Regions from separate parts of the Mus musculus genome. Here all the other regions are linked to region 1. Evidence: chromatin contacts called from public Hi-C data. All regions are on one chromosome and are shown on one strand. The core of a region is the stretch at or near the end of the contact, and the rest is flanking DNA. Distances in the headings are between cores, read along the strand shown. Region 1 holds the start of Hnrnpf (heterogeneous nuclear ribonucleoprotein F). Region 2 holds the start of Tulp3 (tubby-like protein 3). Region 3 holds the start of Arhgdib (Rho, GDP dissociation inhibitor (GDI) beta).

Region 1 (4,153 bases), core at 1,449-3,948:
TTCCAGGACAGCCAGGGCTACAAAGAGAACCCTGTCTTGAAAATCCAAAAAGAACAAAATAACCCCCCCCCCAAACAAAACCAAACATCTCAAAAGTACAAAATACAGCCAGGCGTGGTAGTGTACACCTTTAATCCCAGCAATTGGGAGGCAGAGGTGGGCGGATTTCTGACTTCCAGGCCAGCCTGATCTAGAAAGTGAGTTCCAGGACAGCCACAGCCAGGGCTATACAGAGAAACCGTGTCTCGAAAAACAAAAGAAAGCTGTTACACACACACACACCCCCTTGTATTAGCTGTGCTTCGTGATACATGCCTTTAATGCCAGCAATTCACAGCACTATGGAAGCAAAAGTAGGTGTGTTGCTTGAGTTTGAAGCCAGCCTTATCTAAATATACAGTAATTTTGCGCCAAGGCGTAATATAATAGTTAGACCCTACCTCAAGAAACAAGTAATCACTTTTGCATTTACTTTTAGATCCAGTGTGCCCAGGCCTTCCTTCAAATCAAACCATGAATCTTTTTTAAAAATTACTACAAAAACGGGCATAATACAGACAGAATGGGGCTGACAAAGCGTGCCTAAAGCCTGCCATGCCCAGTAACTACTAATGGGGTGTGGTCGAGTTAGTACTCCAATCTAGAGGTGGAGCTGAGTGATCTGGAATTCAAGGTCATCCTCTGTGGCTACATAATGATTTGTAACTTAAAAAAAAAAAAAAAGGCTGGTAAGACTAATGGCAACACGAGGGAGATAAGAAAAGCAGAAAGTTCAAAATTTAAGTCAGGATTTGGTCTGTAAGACTGTTCTCAACTGAGATCTACCTCCGAGCGCTGAGCGCAAAAGCATGCATAGCCACCCGGCGTACTCAAAAGTACTTCGACATTGTTCAATGGGCTAACGCACTTTTTGCCAGACCTTAGCTACCTGCGCTCAGTCTGAATACACAGATGGAAGAACTGAACCACGTTTTGACCTCCACTCCGCAGCACGAAGGGAAGAAAGACTTAAGTATTAACTATTTCCAGATATCGTCTGTCTTGTTCAACTAGAAGAATTAAATATTTAAACCACCCCCTGGACAGAGCGATAGATCATTGTGACAGGGACCCTCAATTCAATCCCAAGGACCCAGTGCTGGAAAAATCCATTTCTTCACCTTATCCCCTCACCTCCACGCACAAATAAACATTAAAGGAAACCGACTAAAATAAGCCCAAAAGTTCCGTAAACAAAACTGCCCAGGTTCAGGAGACCGATCCCGCACAGCCACATGGCGGCCACCCGCGCTCGCTCGCCCGCTTACTCCGCAGCCCGACTTGCAGGTAGGAAAGAGGCCCATTTGTTTGTTCCCGGACTGGCAGGGGCAGAAAAGGTCGCTGGGTGGGAGTCTTAGGGCACATGGGGCTGCCTCTCCGATCCCGCCGGGTCGGGAAGGCTCCGGAGAGCACGCGCCGAGGGAAGGCCGAGCGGGCCCACCTCAACTTTTCCCAGACACGTGAGGCTCCACAAACACAGCACAAAAGTGCTCGTAACTGCGGCTAAGGCCGACTAACCCACCTAGGCAAAGACTCCGCACCCCACACGCTAACACGATACCTCTGGGGGACGGGACCGGCGCAGACCGGTGCTCCTAGCTCCCGGGCCGCCACGAGGAGGAAGCGAGGCGCTCGGCTTCGCTCGGGCCGGGCGTGGGCGGTGGGCGGAGCCGTCCCGCCCAGTCTTGTGAAACTCCGGGCGCCTCGGGCCACGTGAGCGCCCGCTCGTCTTTCTCCAAACTACAACCACCGCCCGGGCCTGCCGGGGGGCCGCTGACAGAGCGTAAGCCGCGGTGGGTGAGAAGCGCTCCACCCTCACCCCCCCCCCCAATATCCCGCCGAGGAAGCCGCGCCTGCGGGCGGGGTGGGGGGGCGGCTCTGAGGAAAGCCGCGCTTTCTCCGGGCGGGCGTGGGCCGCGGCTGCGGTCTCCCAGGCCCTCCGCACACCTCAGCCCAGAGGCCCGGCCCTACCGACCGGACTCCAGCCCTCAGTCCCCGCTCCCCCGACCGCACACCTCGGCCACGCGGCCCAATCCCCGTCGAAAATGCGCTGAACTTCGGCTCCCGACCCCAAACCCCGGCCACGCGGTCCCCAGCTCCGTGGGCAGCCTCCGCACGGCTATGGCTGTGCGGCGGCCACCTCGGCCCCGTTCCTTCCGAGTCCGGATCCCACGCCCGCCATCCAACGCCCGCCGGGCCCAGGCGCCAGCACACCCCGCCGGCGGCCCTCACCTCCGGCTTCTCGGCTCCACGCTCCCACTCACATCCGGACCTCGCCGGCCCTCAGAGCACCTAGAGGAGGGTGGAACCCCGGGGACTTGGCAGTTGTAGCTGAGGCAGTTGAGGCTTGTTTACTGTCACCATGGAAACCCCCACAGGCGCGCTCGCGGGACGGCCTCAGCGGGGCGAGTCAACCGCGCGGCCGGCCTGCTCCTCAACTCCCGCCTGCCGAGCGCCAGCGGCGCCTCCGGAAGCCCTCCTGATCCCCGGTCCGCTCCCCGCTCGGCCCACGCCCCGAGCACCCGGAAACAGTAGCCCGGGGAGCCCACTTTCCCTTCCCACAGCCGGCGTGACCGCGGGCTGGCCTTCCCCGAACCCCACCTTCAGGAAGACGAGGCGCAGTCCTCCTTCCACGACGGAGCCGGAAGGATGCAAGACGGTGATGGGGCGGAGCCTCAGGCAGCGGACATCCGGGCACAGGGCAGCCGCGGCGCCATTCTGACGAGCCCAGAACGGAGCCTAGGATTGGCCGGGGGAGGGAGAGGGGCGGGACTAGAGAGCTGTGGACCCGCCTCTGAGTCCCGGAGAGGACAGTGACGGCGCAGGCGCAAACATTGCGGGGGGGGGGTAGCAGGGGGAGGGGGCGGGCAAACGAGGGGGGGGGGGGAGACAGCAAGGTGGAGGGGGTTGTCCATAAAGAGACCTGTGGGCTGGTGAGTCGGTGGACGCTGAATTCTGCACGCGTGTCTCCGCATCCCGAAAAGTGATCCCAAAGGAATCAATGACCGCATGCGTGCGGAAAACTAGAATGGTGTCTTATGTAAAAGAAAGACCGCCTAAGGGCATCTCAGGCAGTCCGGAGGGATTTGTCTGAAGTTTCTAACTCTCAGCACTATGTGAACGCTGGGACAGATTTTCTTGATGTGTAATAATTTGGGAGGATTCTCTGCGAGATGTCGAGATACAAGCTAAAGTGAAGATTATTTTTGAAGCTTCCAGAGCCGCCTAGGCGGGCGTAGGAACACGAGCTGGTTCCTACGAACTCCATTTCTGCATGGAGGCGGCCGAGGCTACAATGCATGGTCGCGAGCTGCTGTCTATATAAACACTGGAGAAATTACAAGGCCGTTCAGAATAATCTCTGGTTATAAGTGAACTACAGTGATGAAGGAAACGTTTATAAAACAACACACCAGACTAACTCCAGAAAAAGGAAAGAAAACTTTGAGAGGAAAACCTGTCCAAGAAGAAAAATAGAAGTCAAATGATAGAAAACAGATGCTACAAAAGTTAGATAAGTATTCGTGAGCACTAAACCCAGAGCCTTGTAGTTGGCAAATTACATCCCCCACCTCTGATGTTTGTTTGTTTGTTTGCCCAGGGAGTGGGGCATTAAAATTGTTAAGTTCGTGCGAGTTATCACCACACTTTCAACTGAAGTCAGAGGACAATCCTGAGTGTTCTCTCCTTCCACCATGTGGGGTCCTGATCAAACTCAAGGTTGAAAGGCCTGTGCAGCAAGTTCTGCTGAGACCTCTCACCCTGCTCCTTGGGTGGTTTTATTTATTTTTAAAGTTCCTTACTATTGCCAGAGAAAGGTGCAAGTGACTTCTAACCTTGAAGAAGCCAGAGAGCAACTTTTCACAAGTATTTTCATTTCCCTTAGGTGAGTTCCAGGGGTCAAATTGAAGTTCCCAGATTTTTACAGCCAGAGGTTTCACTTTTGAGCTCCCTCTGTCTGACTGCAACCCAGGCTGGCTTCCAACTCTTGTTTTGTTTTGTATTGTTTCTTTTGGTTCCCCACACCCCCACCCTAAGACATGGTATCTCTGTTGTAAAGCTGGCTGTCCTGGAACTCACTATGGCTCCAATTCAGAGATCCACCGGCCCCTGC
Region 2 (3,871 bases), core at 891-3,390, about 10 Mb before region 1:
AAGGCCTTTAGTGCCATTGTTCAGTCCCCAGAGCTGTGGAGAACTGTCAGTGCATGTACCTCACAGTTTACCTCATGTGTTCGCACCCCCTGACATCCAGACCCCAGACTCTTCTGTAAGAGACGATCCCATTTCCCCAGACCAGAAGGAAAACAGTTTTCCAAGCTGCATCCTTGGCCCTGGGACTCCCAGCAGCCCAGAGCCGGGGCCTGTTCTGGTCAAGGACACCCCTGAGGAGAAGTATGGGATTAAGGTCACGTGGAGACGCAGAAGGCACCTGTTTGCCTACCTTAAGGAGAAGGGGAAGCTGGATGGAAGCCAGTTCCTTGTGAAGATCTGACAGGACCGCAGAGCTTCAGTTCTTCCCGGAGCTGCTGTGGGGAGGTTTCGCAAGTCATCCTGGTTTGAAAGGATGAAAGGGGACGAACAGCAATAGGAAGACCACTTAGCCAGAGTCGGAGTTCGGTTTCTAGGGTTCCGCCTCGCACCAGGAACCGTTGAATTTAGTGTCATGAACTGTTGGTATTTTTCTCACATTAACTGTTTAGACCTCTGACGTTTCTTGTACTGTTCACAGCGTTTGTAAATAAATGGCTGCCGAGTTTTTAGAGAACCCAGCCGTTGTCAGTAATGCAGCCTCGTGCCCATCTATAAAAGGTCTATGCTTATTAGTCTTCTGCCTCGAACTAATTCATCTCACGCTGTTGGTACCGAGTGTGAGGCTCAGCGACTGGAGAAAATCAAGAGAGAGCTCTGGTTTTTAATGGTTGACAGCCTTGGCTCAAAGGGTCCCAAGCCAGGCCTGTGTTGGTGAATACGATGGGGTCAGAGAGCTAGGGGACGGATGAGTACTTTAGGTTTGTGTTTTGAGATGTGTTTACAGTGGAAGAAATATGACGCTATCACATGTGGTGGAGAAATGGATTCCTATCAGTAACTTATCCTATGTGTACATAAAGTGGAAGCTCACACTCTAGTGTGGGTAGTGTGGATGTGCCTGTCTCAGTGGTCCTCTTACTCATTCAAATAGCATCTCTTTCAACCCTACTCATTTAGCACTAGCCCTTTCTAGACCAAGCAGAGCTTATGAGTGAAGATTTGTAGCACACACACACACACACACACAAAGGAGCAATCCAGAGTCCCACAGGGAGAGGGGCTAAGTGAGTGCAATGCTTTCCTAGCCTATGTGTGCAGGTATCATATTCCCTAGTTTTCAAAAATTAATTTCTGGGACCTGGAGAGGTGGCTCAGCAGTTATGAGCCCTGGATGCCCGGAGGCGCGAGTTCTATTCCCAGCACCCACATGGTGACTCACAACCATCTGTAACTCCAGTTCCGGGGTATCTGACAGCCTTGGGCACCAGGGATGCATATGATATGCAGACATACACATAGGTGAAACATACACATAATAGCCTAGGGCACGATGGCACATGCCTTTAATTCTAGCACTAGGGTGACAGAGGCAGTAGGATCTCAGAGTTCCAGACCAACCGAGGATAGTATAGTGAAATCCTGTCTCAAAATAAATACATTATTTTTTAAGTGAATTTTTGGATTCAACATCAGTGTGACTTTGGCCTTACTAATTAAGTTTATATGCTATAGTTCTGGTCATAAAGTCCTATAGGGACCAAAGCCACAAAGGCATTGATGGCTGGAGGCATGATTTACTGCAGAGAGGACAGCTTAGCTGCTACCCTCACTAAATAAGGACATTTGCTGAAGGTCCCCAGGTAGGGATCCCTCAGTCGGGCTTTGGGCAAAGGCTGGTTTGGGAGGCTGAAGGCCTCGGCTATCCCAGAGTCGGTGGTCAGATGCTGAGGCTTCAGGTGATAAAGAGTAGAAAACCCAAGGCAGCAGCCTGGATGTTCTCGGTGCCACAGAGGGGTGCTGGGGATCGCTCTGTGGGGGCCAGTCCCGGAGCGGTGGAATGGAGCAGCAGACTCTTCCGACCCAACCCCGGGGGGCTGCTCCCGGATCTAGCGCACGCGCCTTCGCCTCCCGGTGCCTCCCGCCCCCTGGAAACCCTCCAGCATCATGGCTAACGCCATTTGCCAGTGAGAGGGGAGCGTAGGGCACTGGACCAATGGGCGTCGGCGACAGTGCGGGGTGTGGTTGTCAGGGGCGGGGCCCGATCTCCTCCATCCTCTCCAGCCGGGCGGCGGCGTCTCGGGGTCTGGACGCTGATGCCACCGGTCGGGCGGGTATGGAGGCGGCGCGCTGCGCACCCGGACCCCGCGGGGACAGGTCAGGCGGCGGTGGGGCGGGCTGGGGTCTCCAGGGTGGGCGGGCAAGAGCGGAGGCCAAGATCGGGTCCCCAGCTGAGCAGGCGCTTTGCACACCCCGCGTCGCCAGAGCGCTCTCGCGTCTCTTTCCTGGAATTTACCCCGAACCTGCTCACCCTACTCCCCAAGGGCCTCCGATTCCCTCATTTGCAATGCGCTGTGCATCCCGTGCCGCCAGCACTCTTGAGCCGCTCCCCTGGAGTTTACCCTGGACCAGCTCGCCCTGCTCCCCTGGGGTCTCGATTCCCTTACTTGCAATGCGTTCGCCCTCCCCCATGTCTTTCACGAGTAGGATCAGAACTGAGCTGGAAGGAGGGCACTCTTGGGAGTCGACGCGGAAGGTCGCGAGTGATGGTTAATTGGTTCCAAGGCCGTTGCATTTGGCAGTCATTGCGGAATTCTGGAACGAGTCCGAGAGCTGAAAATGCAAAACTGTTCTTTTCTTCTTTCTTCCTTCCCCTGAGTTCTAGCAGTTCTTTCAATCAGGACTTAGTTTAGACTGATCCGTACTCTTGCTCGTGCCCCTGGCTTTTCTACCAATACCCCTCTTTTTGCCTGGTTCACATGGTGAGCTTGGAAAGACAAACGGGCTGCAATCTCAGCCTGTTCATTTCTTGTCAGCTAGGCTAACGAAAAGTTAATGGGGGGCCGTGTGAAATCACTGGCTCAAAACTTTGGCATGGTGTGAGGATTAAAATCAAACACGCCAACTACATTCTTCCTTTACCATTCCATTACCACAGCGATAAAGGCTTGGCGTGTTAGGATTTGGTCTGACGTTTAAACTGGTTTTTAACTGATCCGAAACCATATTTTACAAAGTTATAAAGACGGAATAGCGACCCCCCCACCCCCCGTGGGTCCCATCCAGACTAGGCTTCCCTGAAACTTAATAATAAGTTAATAAGGAGGACTTTGAACATTTGCCCCCTACCTCTGCCTCCCAAGGCGTCACCTGTTTTAATCTTTCATCAACTAAATTCTATAAACATGATAGCTGCTCTCTGAAATTTGTTTACAACTTCTCCATTTTGGGAACCGAAGATCCATTTACAAGGGTAAGGTCGGGGTAGGAAAGTTAGAATTCAGCGTGTATCCGGTTGAAATCAAATGATATCGCGTTCAGTTGAGGGATTTAGTTGTTAACGAAATGATTTTTAGAGAAGTAAATTTCTTAGGGATGTGATTTTATTTTTATTTTATTTTTTGAGATAGGTCTTATGAAGCAAGACTGAAACTCGATATTCAAACCAGGTTAGCCTCAAACTCATACAGACCCATCTGACTCTGCCTTCCATGACTCATGATTTTAGGGAACAAGGACTTGACTTTGAAACTGGGACCAGCTGGCAGGTTTTTGTTTTGTTTTGTTTTCATCTCCTGGACTTGAAGCTTTAAGCTTTAATGCCTCCTCCCCCACCTTTTCTTCCAAAGAAAGAAATCGACTCTTTAATTTCCAGTTGATTGACAGGAAAGGAGCCCGTGGGAGCCCCTAGTTTCTCCTGCCCTAGGAAGAGCATGCAGGTTTGTTGCTAAAAGCCAGTGACTGCCTTGCTTTTGGGGTAGTCATTAAGAGTGTT
Region 3 (3,893 bases), core at 341-2,840, about 19 Mb before region 1:
CTCAATTAATTTTATTAAATTCTATTGTCTATTAATATGACTCAGACAGCCCCCAAATAATCAAGGCAAAGTCCTATGAGTTTATTTAATCAGCTTAGCACAATTATTGGGTGGGTGGGTGGGGTCACATCTAATCTATTTTTCTATACACTGGACTATCTACTTTCCAAACTGTGATTCCACAAGTAGTTGATGTTTGAGTCTTCCCCCATCGCCCCCCACACACATCCCAGGTTATTTCTGCTCCATCAGTCTATCCTGGTGGGCGGGGCATTTCACGGCCACATACTCCTGGTTCATCATGTCTAATGGAGACCTCCTGTTTTCTTTCTTTCCTTTCTCCTTCCTCGTCCTCTCTTCTTCCTCTCCTTCTCTCTTTTTTCCCATGGTCCCTACCTGCGACCCTCATCCTGGTAACTGAAAACCCACTTGCCTCTATTCTACCTGGTAATTGGCTGTAACCACTTTTATCTAGCCAATAGTTTTCAATTGGGGAATGAGATTTACATAGCATCACTTGGTCTACTGAAGATGTTGGGGGACAACCAGATCTTGGTGGCCAGTACTTAGCATTTGAATACATCTCAGCACCAGACACAACTCACAGCGACGTTCAAAATAACTGAAGAGCATGCAGCCTATTTGGATGAAGAGAGGAAAAGTGCCATTTTCCCCAAGTGCCTTGGTTGAGGTAGCAGTCACTACGCATATTAATACAAATACTGATTATTGAAATGTTAGTATAAACGAGCATGCCTTGTTGACCGCAGCTTAGGAGCAAGTTAGAGAAAGCATCGAAACGCAGACACCGCAGCCCTGTCTCCAACGGGACTGCACACAGTGTTGGCAGCTTGTTCTCATTTAAATTTATTCACAAGCCACTCCTCAAATAGCTGCAAAGTCAATTTTAGCATCCATGTGATTGTCACAGATTTCTGCGTTAGATGAGGAATTAATGAAGCTGCATTTACAATCTACATTCCTAGATATAACCAACAGTGTTTGTTCTTGCTTTTGTTTTTACTTTTGTTTATTTCGTTTGAAGGCTTGTGGTGCAATAATACACAGCAACATCTTCAAATGAGGACCAATAAATAAAGCTCAAAAAAAAAACCCTCTGTCTGAAGACAAATTATTTAAATTGAGCACCCAGTATATACATTTAACATTCATAATTTCTACTCCTCATTTCCTACCAGCAAGTTGTCTTACTATAAATAAATGAATTATAAATAAAAGAAAGCTGACAGGAGCCTTAGAGGAGCAGAAGTTTGTAGTACACAATAAAGCCTATTACTTCTGTTTAGGGGCCCTATGTCTCTCCCCGAGATTATGGCTTTTAGACACGCACACCCAGTCATTGAAAGCACACACAGCTACAGGGACCCTCCCCCAGCATGCACACTCATGCATCTATGTCACATGGGCTGGTTTGCTCCACATGTGTCATTAATTGTCAAGAATGCTGCTCAGACGGCTGATCGGAAGATAGGCAGAGCAGGATATCGAGACAGCCCAGGGTTTCCTTGTCAAGTAGGTTTAAAACATTTTTTCCTCTTCTCTCTCTCTCTCTCTCTCTCTCTCTCTCTCTCTCTCTCTCTCTCTCTCAACTTCCTTCCTGTTCTGCCAGTCCTCAGTCAGAGTTGAGAGACAGAGGTAACCTCCAGAGACACAGGGCCGACTGGAGCCTGGAATGTAAGTTGAATGCCTGAGGTGGGGAGGCTGCAGGTGGGCGCAGAGTCCTGTAGGAAATCTCAGAACCACCCTACTGCCCTTGCCAGAGGAGCTGTTGCTGTTCTTAGGAAGGGCGGTTCTTTAAACCGAACTTCATGATAAGAAAGTGCTAAAGAGATTGCTGGAGCAGAAAAGGGGAAGTCAGCCCTGAGAAGGGGAGACAAGCTGAAGGAGGTAGGAGAGAGTACCCTGCTACCAGAATGTTCTAGAGAAGGGCTCTGGGGATACCTGGAATGGGGGCGGAGTGGGGGGCAGCACTGGGTGGTTTCCTTGCTAGGCAGGAGCTGGAATTTGGCTGCGCTCAGGAAAAGGAAAACCCTACCTCTGATACTGACTGTGCTGTGGATGGCGGCTTGTGCTGGGGTGGAGATGTGTGGTTTCCTGTTTTTGAGCACACTTTAAAGAGACTGTTTGAAAGGAGAGAAAATATGGTGCAGAGCTGTCAAATGCTAAGCCCTTAGCAAAAACCAGGGGAATTAAATTCCTGCAGTGGGCTGGGCAGGAAGATATTCACTGTGACTGCCAAAAAACAAAGCAGCCCTCCACATCAAGGGGAACTGATGCAGACCCAGAAGATGTGGAGAAAACTGTGGGAGAGGCACTAGGAGAGTCTGCGTGGGCCCAGCTATAAACGTGGTCGGTGGGCCTTCCAGCTGTCGTGGTCTGAACTTTGGCCTTGCTAGAAGGGCTCTAGGCATCACTTGGTATGCTCTCCTCTCTTTCTCAGGTTTTCCAGTCAGCAAGTGCTAAATGCCCCATTTTGGGTAACTGTAGCATGGGTCTGAGAAGCTCTGAGTAGTTTTTCACTAGGCGGTGAGGGAGTCAGACTCTTACAGGAAGGCCCCCAAACCACCCCTTCACAAAGACACTAAGAGCCTTCTGAAGTCAGGCTTAGCACACTGGGTTCCCCACATGAGAACTCAAGAAGAGATCAGCGGTGACCTGCTGGCTGGGAATTTGTCACCAACAGGTGCCATTTCTCTCTGTGGCATTTCTAAGAGTGTACCCCTGCCCGTTTCAAACACAGTGCAAGTTTACTGACAAAATGAGCTTATTCTTTTGTGAGTCCTTCAGGTTTCTGATAGAACATGATCAACTCTCCTTCCACGTGGCCCACACTCTGCCAGTGAGAAACAACCATGACTAGCCGGCCTAAACCTCATGGGCATCTTCTTGCCCTCGGAATTTGGTCCTTCACCATTTTGGAGAGTGTGGGTCTGTCCCAGGGAGACAGGCTTTGCTCAGCCGCGCACAGTTTGGTTTCCACTGGAAGCTCAGAACAGCAGAGTTACTCTGAGGGGAATTTACGGGAATATGATCCGTGACAAACTTGAGCTAACAGGAAGGGAGAAGAAGCCCTGTGGGGTGAAAACTAAGCAGAGAGAAAAGACAGCCAGGGTTGGCTCAGAGCCCTCTGGTGTGCCAAGCCTGGTATTGAGAAACTCACGATTTTCATACTGAGAGAATGGAGAAGAATATTAAGGAAGTGTTCAGCAGTTCATATAGTGGTACAGTAAAAGAGTTGATAGCCTTAGACATTGTCTGTGGAAGAAGATTTCTCTAATCCCACATGTGGAATGTCTTTGTTTGCACAGCAGCCTCGCTGCTGAGATGGACTACATTGGTGGATGGTGGGTTGAGTCCCAGGTAGAGTTTTGCAGGCCTCGGGTCTTGATTGCTCCTGAAAAATCACTGGTACTTTCATCCATACAATAAGATCTTACCAGGTTGCCCTTTATTGATAATATTCTGGTTTCCTCAACCCAAGCTGACTAAAACTCCACAGGGGATTCCTCGGGGGTCTAATAATCTAAGTTCGAGTGTCCATGAAATTGTCTTTGACGTCTCACATTAATTTAGAACCTTGGTGACTGTGTCTAGTTTTTTGCCTAGTCATGGCTTCCAGAGTGCAGCTGTCTTTTAAGATTATTTAAAGTGGTATTTGTGAAAGAGGAACGTCACGCAGTGTGTGTGTGTGTGGGGGGGGGGGGAACATAGTGATTCGTACTCTTATCTCTTTCTGCACCGAAAAACAGAGCTGGAAGAGCGCGCTTGGAATGCATAGGCAGGAAAGAAGAGTCTGTGGTCCTCAGTGGGAGTGGTGAGGCCCGACTTTAATTCCAGCATTTGAAAGGCAGGGCATCTCTGTGAGTTCCAGG

The links. Hi-C and Micro-C count contacts between places; a contact is called where the count stands out from the background.
Region 2: a Hi-C map of B cells shows a contact between it and region 1, with 5 read pairs. The contact joins the promoter of Tulp3 here to the promoter of Hnrnpf in region 1.
Region 3: a Hi-C map of CD8 T cells shows a contact between it and region 1, with 6 times the contacts expected there. The contact joins the promoter of Arhgdib here to the promoter of Hnrnpf in region 1. A contact is called at or near these places in 2 of 484 Hi-C or Micro-C datasets (CD4 T cells and CD8 T cells).

Annotation. Positions count from the first base shown.
Region 1 is chr6:117,905,327-117,909,479 of GRCm38.p6, reverse strand. It overlaps Hnrnpf (heterogeneous nuclear ribonucleoprotein F), which reads right to left and starts at 2,698. Exons shown (of 4, transcript NM_133834.2): 1 at 2,641-2,698. It overlaps 4933440N22Rik, which reads left to right and starts at 1,275. Exons shown (of 2, transcript XM_017321877.1): 1 at 1,275-1,376; 2 at 1,639-3,674. The coding sequence starts at 1,275. The coding sequence ends at 2,370.
Region 2 is chr6:128,354,120-128,357,990 of GRCm38.p6, reverse strand. It overlaps Tulp3 (tubby-like protein 3), which reads left to right and starts at 2,140. Exons shown (of 11, transcript NM_011657.2): 1 at 2,140-2,253. The coding sequence starts at 2,213. It overlaps Rhno1 (RAD9-HUS1-RAD1 interacting nuclear orphan 1), which reads left to right. Exons shown (of 3, transcript NM_001326585.1): 3 at 1-991. The coding sequence ends at 340.
Region 3 is chr6:136,939,453-136,943,345 of GRCm38.p6, reverse strand. It overlaps Arhgdib (Rho, GDP dissociation inhibitor (GDI) beta), which reads left to right and starts at 1,590. Exons shown (of 6, transcript NM_007486.5): 1 at 1,590-1,695.